2 separate regions of the Mus musculus genome follow, and region 1 is linked to region 2. A link is a contact called in public ChIA-PET data. All regions are on one chromosome and are shown on one strand. The core of a region is the stretch at or near the end of the contact, and the rest is flanking DNA. Distances in the headings are between cores, read along the strand shown. Region 1 overlaps Sucla2 (succinate-Coenzyme A ligase, ADP-forming, beta subunit). Region 2 holds the start of Sucla2 (succinate-Coenzyme A ligase, ADP-forming, beta subunit).

The links. ChIA-PET counts read pairs in DNA pulled down with a chosen protein or histone mark.
Region 1: an RNA polymerase II ChIA-PET map of memory CD8 T cells shows a contact between it and region 2, with 9 read pairs. The contact joins the enhancer-like site here to the promoter of Sucla2 in region 2. A contact is called at or near these places in 1 of 39 promoter capture datasets (macrophages), 1 of 484 Hi-C or Micro-C datasets (nephron progenitors), 4 of 115 datasets of contacts at active chromatin or transcription factors (the SCID.adh cell line, effector CD8 T cells, embryonic stem cells and 1 more) and 3 of 9 other capture datasets (adipose tissue, liver and pancreatic islet).

What each region holds. Positions count from the first base shown.
Region 1 is chr14:73,594,956-73,598,052 of GRCm38.p6, reverse strand. Sucla2 (succinate-Coenzyme A ligase, ADP-forming, beta subunit) reads right to left here. Exons shown (of 11, transcript NM_011506.4): 11 at 1,909-2,679. The coding sequence ends at 2,605. Among named protein-coding and RNA genes, the nearest start is that of Sucla2, 44 kb to the right of the region's middle. Within about 2 kb of position 1,297, at least 1 of the 459 cell types and tissues checked has an H3K27ac peak or open chromatin away from gene starts, as enhancers often do. A contact at or near this core is called in memory CD8 T cells, where this site is marked.
Region 2 is chr14:73,551,077-73,554,276 of GRCm38.p6, reverse strand. It overlaps Sucla2 (succinate-Coenzyme A ligase, ADP-forming, beta subunit), which reads right to left and starts at 1,491. Exons shown (of 11, transcript NM_011506.4): 1 at 1,380-1,491. The coding sequence starts at 1,469.

The DNA of each region.
Region 1 (3,097 bases), core at 48-2,547, 44 kb before region 2:
CTAAAATTCTAAAAAACAACCCAATTTTAATTGGGGGGAGGGGAGAAATGGGACACACAGACCTGAACAGTCTCAGAAGTACAAACGGCTAATAGACTTTTTAAAAACTGTTTGGAAATAATTTAAATATTCAGCCATCAAGGAAATGTCCAATTAAAACACCCTTGAGATTCTGCCTCACTCTACTTAGAATGTTGATCATCAAGACAGCAAATGACAACAAAAGCTGGTGAAGACGCAGGGAAAGACGACACTTACTCTATGTTGATGTGGTGTAAACTGGTGCAGCCACGAAGGAATCAGGGTGGAGTTCCTCAAAAAGGTAAAACAGCAACTACCATAGGATCAAGCACACCATCTTTGGGCAGATAGATACCCAAAGGACTCCACATCCTGCACATAGATACCTGCTAACTGTGTTCACTGGTGTGCTACTGACAAGCTAAGAAACAGAAACGGGAATTGCCTACAGAGTCATCAACCGATGAATAGGGATAGTATGGTACACAGAATTCTAATCAGCTACAAGAAAAATGAAATTGGGGAAATTTCAGAAAAATGGAATGAACTAGAAAATACACTAAATGAGAGAGAGTCAAGCTCAGAATGACAAAGACTAAGTTGTCTCTTGTGTACAGATCCTTCGCTGTGAAATTTTAGACTTGTATACTTAACCTCGAGTGTCTCGGAGAGTCAGAAGACCAGGTGGGAGGGAAACCACTCTAATGGGGGAAACGCCAAGTACAATGCTAGGAGACAGTCAGGGGATAAAGAGTTAAAGCAGGTATTGGGTGGGGCCAGGGAAGGGAGTGGTGAGGGTATTTAATCAAGACTAACAATGTATTAAAAAGCCAGACAGAGACCCACTACTTTGTAAACTAATTTAAAAAGAAATTTTAAAACGAAAAAGGATTTTTTTCCTTGAGGTAGGGTCTCTCTGTGTCTAGGCTGGCTCCACTGACAGAGATCCTCCTGTATGAGAGGACATGTAAGAGAGTGAAGCCAAGCCTGGTTTCCAGGAGCTCGGGCTTCATTACCTAGCTCTTGTGTGTCACTGGGACACACTGAATAGATGCCATCCTAGGACTCAGACACATGGCTTCACTCCCCAGGCTGTTACTTCAGACACCAGCTTCTAAATCAAACACTACTGTCTTAGTCTCTCAACTCTTTACACTCAAAACTTTAATAGCACAAACTTCTAAATCTTATTTTTTTAAAGACTACACATTACAGAAATCTGAAAATTGATTACCACACACTTCTCTCACTCCTGTCCCCACAGGAAAGGGTGTGGTTCTCACTGTAGTCTTTTACACTTGGCCCCCACATTGAACACTTAAATTTCACTCTAAATACAACTCTTTACCAGAAAGAAAAAAATAAAAAATAAAAAACTCACCAAAAAAAGCATCAACAGCTTCCGTGTGCTGCCTGGGCACTGCTTGTTTTGACTCTTCTCCCAAGCACGCGCACCTGCTGGAGGTGCCGTACCCGAGGGATTTGCATGCACTGGAGTCACGGCTTGCCTGGTCCAGGAGGCCAGAAAGCCTATCCCCGAAGTCACCCATGCAAACACACTTAAAATGTGTTATATTCTCCATAGGAAGTACAGTAGTGCACAGGACTCTACCCTAACTATAAATCTGAGATTTCATGTGTTCAGGGATTTTTAAGAAAGCAGCCCACAGGGCATCCCCACCTCATACCCCCAGAGTCAAAGGTACAAATATGCAGGTGAAAGAAATAACAGTATGTAGCAGACAGTAGATCTGCAAACAAGACTTCTAAAGCTTTAGAATATGTACTGCCATGTCCAGTTGTATGATCTATAAACCGGATCCTTAGACCAATTAATAAAATGAACACCTGTTACTTCAAAAGAAAAAAAAAACCCATAACTCCAAATTACATTAGGAAACTTTTATTGACTTAAGCTGGCATTCTAGTTTTGTCCAAGTCTTAATAGGTGCCTTTCTTATCAATCTGCGTGTGTTTTTACCACCACAGAATCATGACGACTTGCACTTATCATTGTCCTGTAATAATTAAAATGATGTTCAAATAATCAGCAAGTTACTTCTCTAAAATACTTAAAAGATGTTCTGAGGAGTGCTTCCAAGTTCTATGTATAAATAATGATTGATACATTTAAGAGCCATTTGATGCTGAAGATAAATATTTCTTATATAAAACATTGTTATAACATACCATTGTCCTAATGAGGCTGTTATTAGATATATTTTTATACTAAAGAATAAAGCTTTATCTTTGTAGTAATTTTATTTATAGAACTCTTATCAATGAAGAACTCTGTATCCAACACCAGAAAGCAGGCATACTGCAAGTGACATTCTGTAGAGGAAGCAAAAAAAGATGGCTGCAAGAAAAGAGACCACCGTAAGTTTATATCAGACATTCTTTATATAAACAGTCCATTCTCAGCAGCAGAATCAGATGCAGAGCAAATGCTTTCAAAGGTATGTGTGCCTATGTGGTGATTACATTCTCCACACATTAAAAGAAAAGGGACACTAGGAGAGACCACAGTATAATAAAGAATTACAGCACATTAATACCCGTAGCCATCCACCAAGGTCTTGCTCATATTGGCAATTGAAACTTCACATCCACATGGGCTTCTTTGGCTAAGGTCACTATTTCAGAGAGCTTTACAACCTGAAAGAGAGAACAGGGCATATCTGTATGTTCATAAAAAGGTGAACCATTATAAACCAAGGCAAAAGACAGAATCGTTTCCATTTAAAATAGTAGGGCTATTCTGACATTGTTACAAGTTACACTATAGTCTAGTAAGAACTGACACAAGACTGTCAAGTTTGACATTCTCCATAACCTATAATTCAATTAAATATGCCCTGATAAAAATATATAACTAGATGTATTACCTAAATTTTACCTTGAGGACACAAACAAGGAGTATCCTTTCAAGACAGCCCATAATTCAGAGCATAACTAAAGCTTACCTGGAAAAAGCTTACAAGCTTAATCTGGTATTGGGGTAGGAGTTTAGATATAAGAACTGCTGGTGTGGGCTGGAGAGATGGCTCAGCAGTTAAGAGCACTGACTGCTCTT
Region 2 (3,200 bases), core at 242-2,741:
ATGTGGTTGCTGGGAATTGAACACAGGACCTCTGGAAGAGTACTCAGTGCTCTTAACTGTTGAGCCATCTCTCCAGCCCCCGCCCCCCAAGATACATTCTTAATGCTATGGTAAAAGAGAAAGAGCTGAAATAAAGACAATTTATCAAGCATCCCATAGATGCAAAGGCATCTCTCTTAAAGGAATTTTCAAATAGATTAAAAACTATTAGAATAAAATCCTATTTGTTCACTAAATCCTTATCCTCTTAAAACTTGGCAGCATTATTTAAGGAAGGGAGGGGGCTAAATCTATCCACCTATGATGTGTCTAGTTACTTCAAAACATAACCAAAACTCTATCTTAGAAAGCTAATCCCGCTCTTGAAGTTTTAAGGTACTAACACTGAGGGCCAATTTGTTTGGGGCTTGTTGTTGTTTAATTGGTTTGTCTTTGTTATTTAGTGACAAGCCTTGGCTGGCCTTGAACTATGTATGTAAAAGATGACCTTGAATATCTCATTCTCTTGCCTCCACCTTAAGTGCTAAGGTTACAAGGATGCTGGGGATAGAACCCAGGACTTCCTACATGCCAGGCAGGCCCTCTACCAAATAAACTGCATTCCCAGTACCCACTTTTTGTGTTTGAATGCTGTAGAACAGACACAACAAGCACACAGCTTCAGAAATGGACCCTTGTGGAACTAAACCTCAGTTCTGTCTCAGACTGCTATGTCTCCTAGGCCAAAGTACTTCTCTGAGCCATCATCAGATCGTCATCAATGGTTACTGGCCTTAATGACAACCCCTGTGCTGTTGACAAGCCTAATGACCTTAGGACAACATCTGACACTCCCTAAATGTCGAGAAACAAAGCAGCAAAATAGGTACTAGAGTCTGTCCAGAAGTGAAATCCTCTAAAAGATTTACTCTCCCATCTAATCCTTACTCTCCCATCTAATCAGCTGGGAAACTGAAGAACTCGTTATCAGTACTCACTACCAGGACTGACTGATAGATCAGCTCTGCTGGTGTTCCTAAGTCCTTCCCACCTACGACAGTTTGCTGGACCTCAAAGTACACTTGAAGGGCATCCCCTTACCCAAAGGGGGTCCGGAAGCGTTGGCCCCGGGCAAGGACAGCCCCCGTCCCCTCTGGGATCGCTCCGGCAGGCTCCCGCAGGTGAGGCCGACTGCCAGGCCGCCCTGCCGGGCCTCCAGCGGCCGGGGGACGGAGCCGAGCCCAGCTGCCCCGAGCGCCAGCTCGCAGCCCTGGCCCGCAGCCTCTGTGCAGAGCAGGGCATCCCGGCCGTGCCAGCGCCGCTGAGAGCCCCGGAGCTGGGCCGCGCCCCTGAGCCTTGCCCGCCGACCCCCGCGGCCAAAGCGAACAGGGCGAGCTTACCTGGGCGGCGGCTCGCAGCGTAGTCTGCGGCCGGTGGCTCCTCAGGGCGGCCGCGGCCAACTGCCGGCCGTAGAACATGGACGCCGCCATTTCTGAGTCCGACCCGTCCCCTGGGCACCGCGCAGGCGCAGAGACGCAGTTGCTCTCGGGGCGCTCCCGGCCCGAGACAAGGACAATCCTCGGGGGCGGGGCCTCGCGTTAACCCCGTCGCTGCCGGAGGAGCCGGGTTTGGCAGGCACAAAGCAAACTTTGGCCTTCAGAACTTTGACCTCAGTGACATGTGGACAAGGGGCCATCAGAACGCTTCCTAGAGAACTGTGACGCTGCTACTTCAGTCTTCTTACCTTCTCTGAGCCCTAGTGGCCTCACAAGTGAAATGGGGTTACTTAGGGAAAGCGAATGTATGCGTTGAGCCTTTAGGATACAATAGATACTAAAATAAAACATAACACAAAATAATAAAGACAGTGCCACTGATACTCAAAAGACTGTTACTCACTAGTTACTGAAGCCGCCCATACTGAAAACACTCCTAACAAAGTGTTTGAGAGAGCTAGAGAGATGGCTTAGTAGTTTGGAGCTGGTACGGCTGTGGCACTCAGCTGAATTCCCAGCCTCATGTCAGACAGCTCACCACTGCGTATGGGCTCTGAAACTCTCTTCTGGCCTCCCTGGGCACCAGCACACACGTGCACATACATATATCCAACAATGCATACATATTAAAAGAAAAGAAAAGAAAATACTATCACATTTGAACTGAAAAAGATGGGGTAACCCAGGACCCAGAAAGACCTATTACATGTTCTCTCAAATTTAAATATGCTATCTTTAAATTTTTATATGTATGTATTTATGTGTGAGCAAGGATTAGAGGCCAGAAACTATAGAGGGCCCCATGAGAAGACACAATAATATGTTTGTGTGAAGGCACAGTAACTAATAAGACTCATGTAAGAAGGAACAGGGCGGTGAGGGAAAGAAGGAAGGGATCAACCAAAACTACTATAAAAATGGTGTAAGAAAGCCTATGAGTTGTAAGAAAGCCTATGAGTTGTATGCTAACTTTAAAATATACCCACCCCAAGGCATGCCTGATAGTTTATGCCTGCAATCCCATCCCAATGGAAGCTACAATGAGAAGTTAAAGAACTCCAGACTACTCTACAACTCACAGGGGGGGGGGAGATACCCCACTAGCCGTGAAACCCATCAGCAGCATCCTTTCATGGAGGGGGTAATGGTCTCATGAGGCCTCCCCCCTCCTTGAGGATTGGTTGAAAGTTAATGGTTGGCATTGGAGTGCATTCATTCAGTGGCGTAGCCTGTGTTCCTGTAAGCAAGCCAAATGAAACGTGTTCAGCCATCAAAGAAGAGACAGGAAAGTGAAGCCTGCAGAATTAAGAAACAAAAGTCGAAAATGGGTGAATATGATCGAAATGAACTAAATACTGGGGCTAGAAAGGCAGCTGTTCCACAGTTAAGAGCCACAGCTGCTCTTCCAGAACGTTCCAGTATGATCCCCAGCACCCTTATGGCAGCTCGCATCACCTGTTCCAGTTCCAGAGATCTGATGCCTTCAAGAGCACCAGGCATGCGACTGGTACACAGGCAAAACACTTGTACACATAAGATGAAATTTTAAAATGTATTAGATGCATGCATGAAATGCTATAATGAAACACATTGTTATGTACAGTTAAGATATGCTAATAAAAATACTTTTAAATAAAAAAACAAAGTAAGAAAACCACCCCAGGCCCCACCCAGGGGAAATTAGGGAATTTTTATTAGAGTCTCTAGGTGGAGCAGACACACACA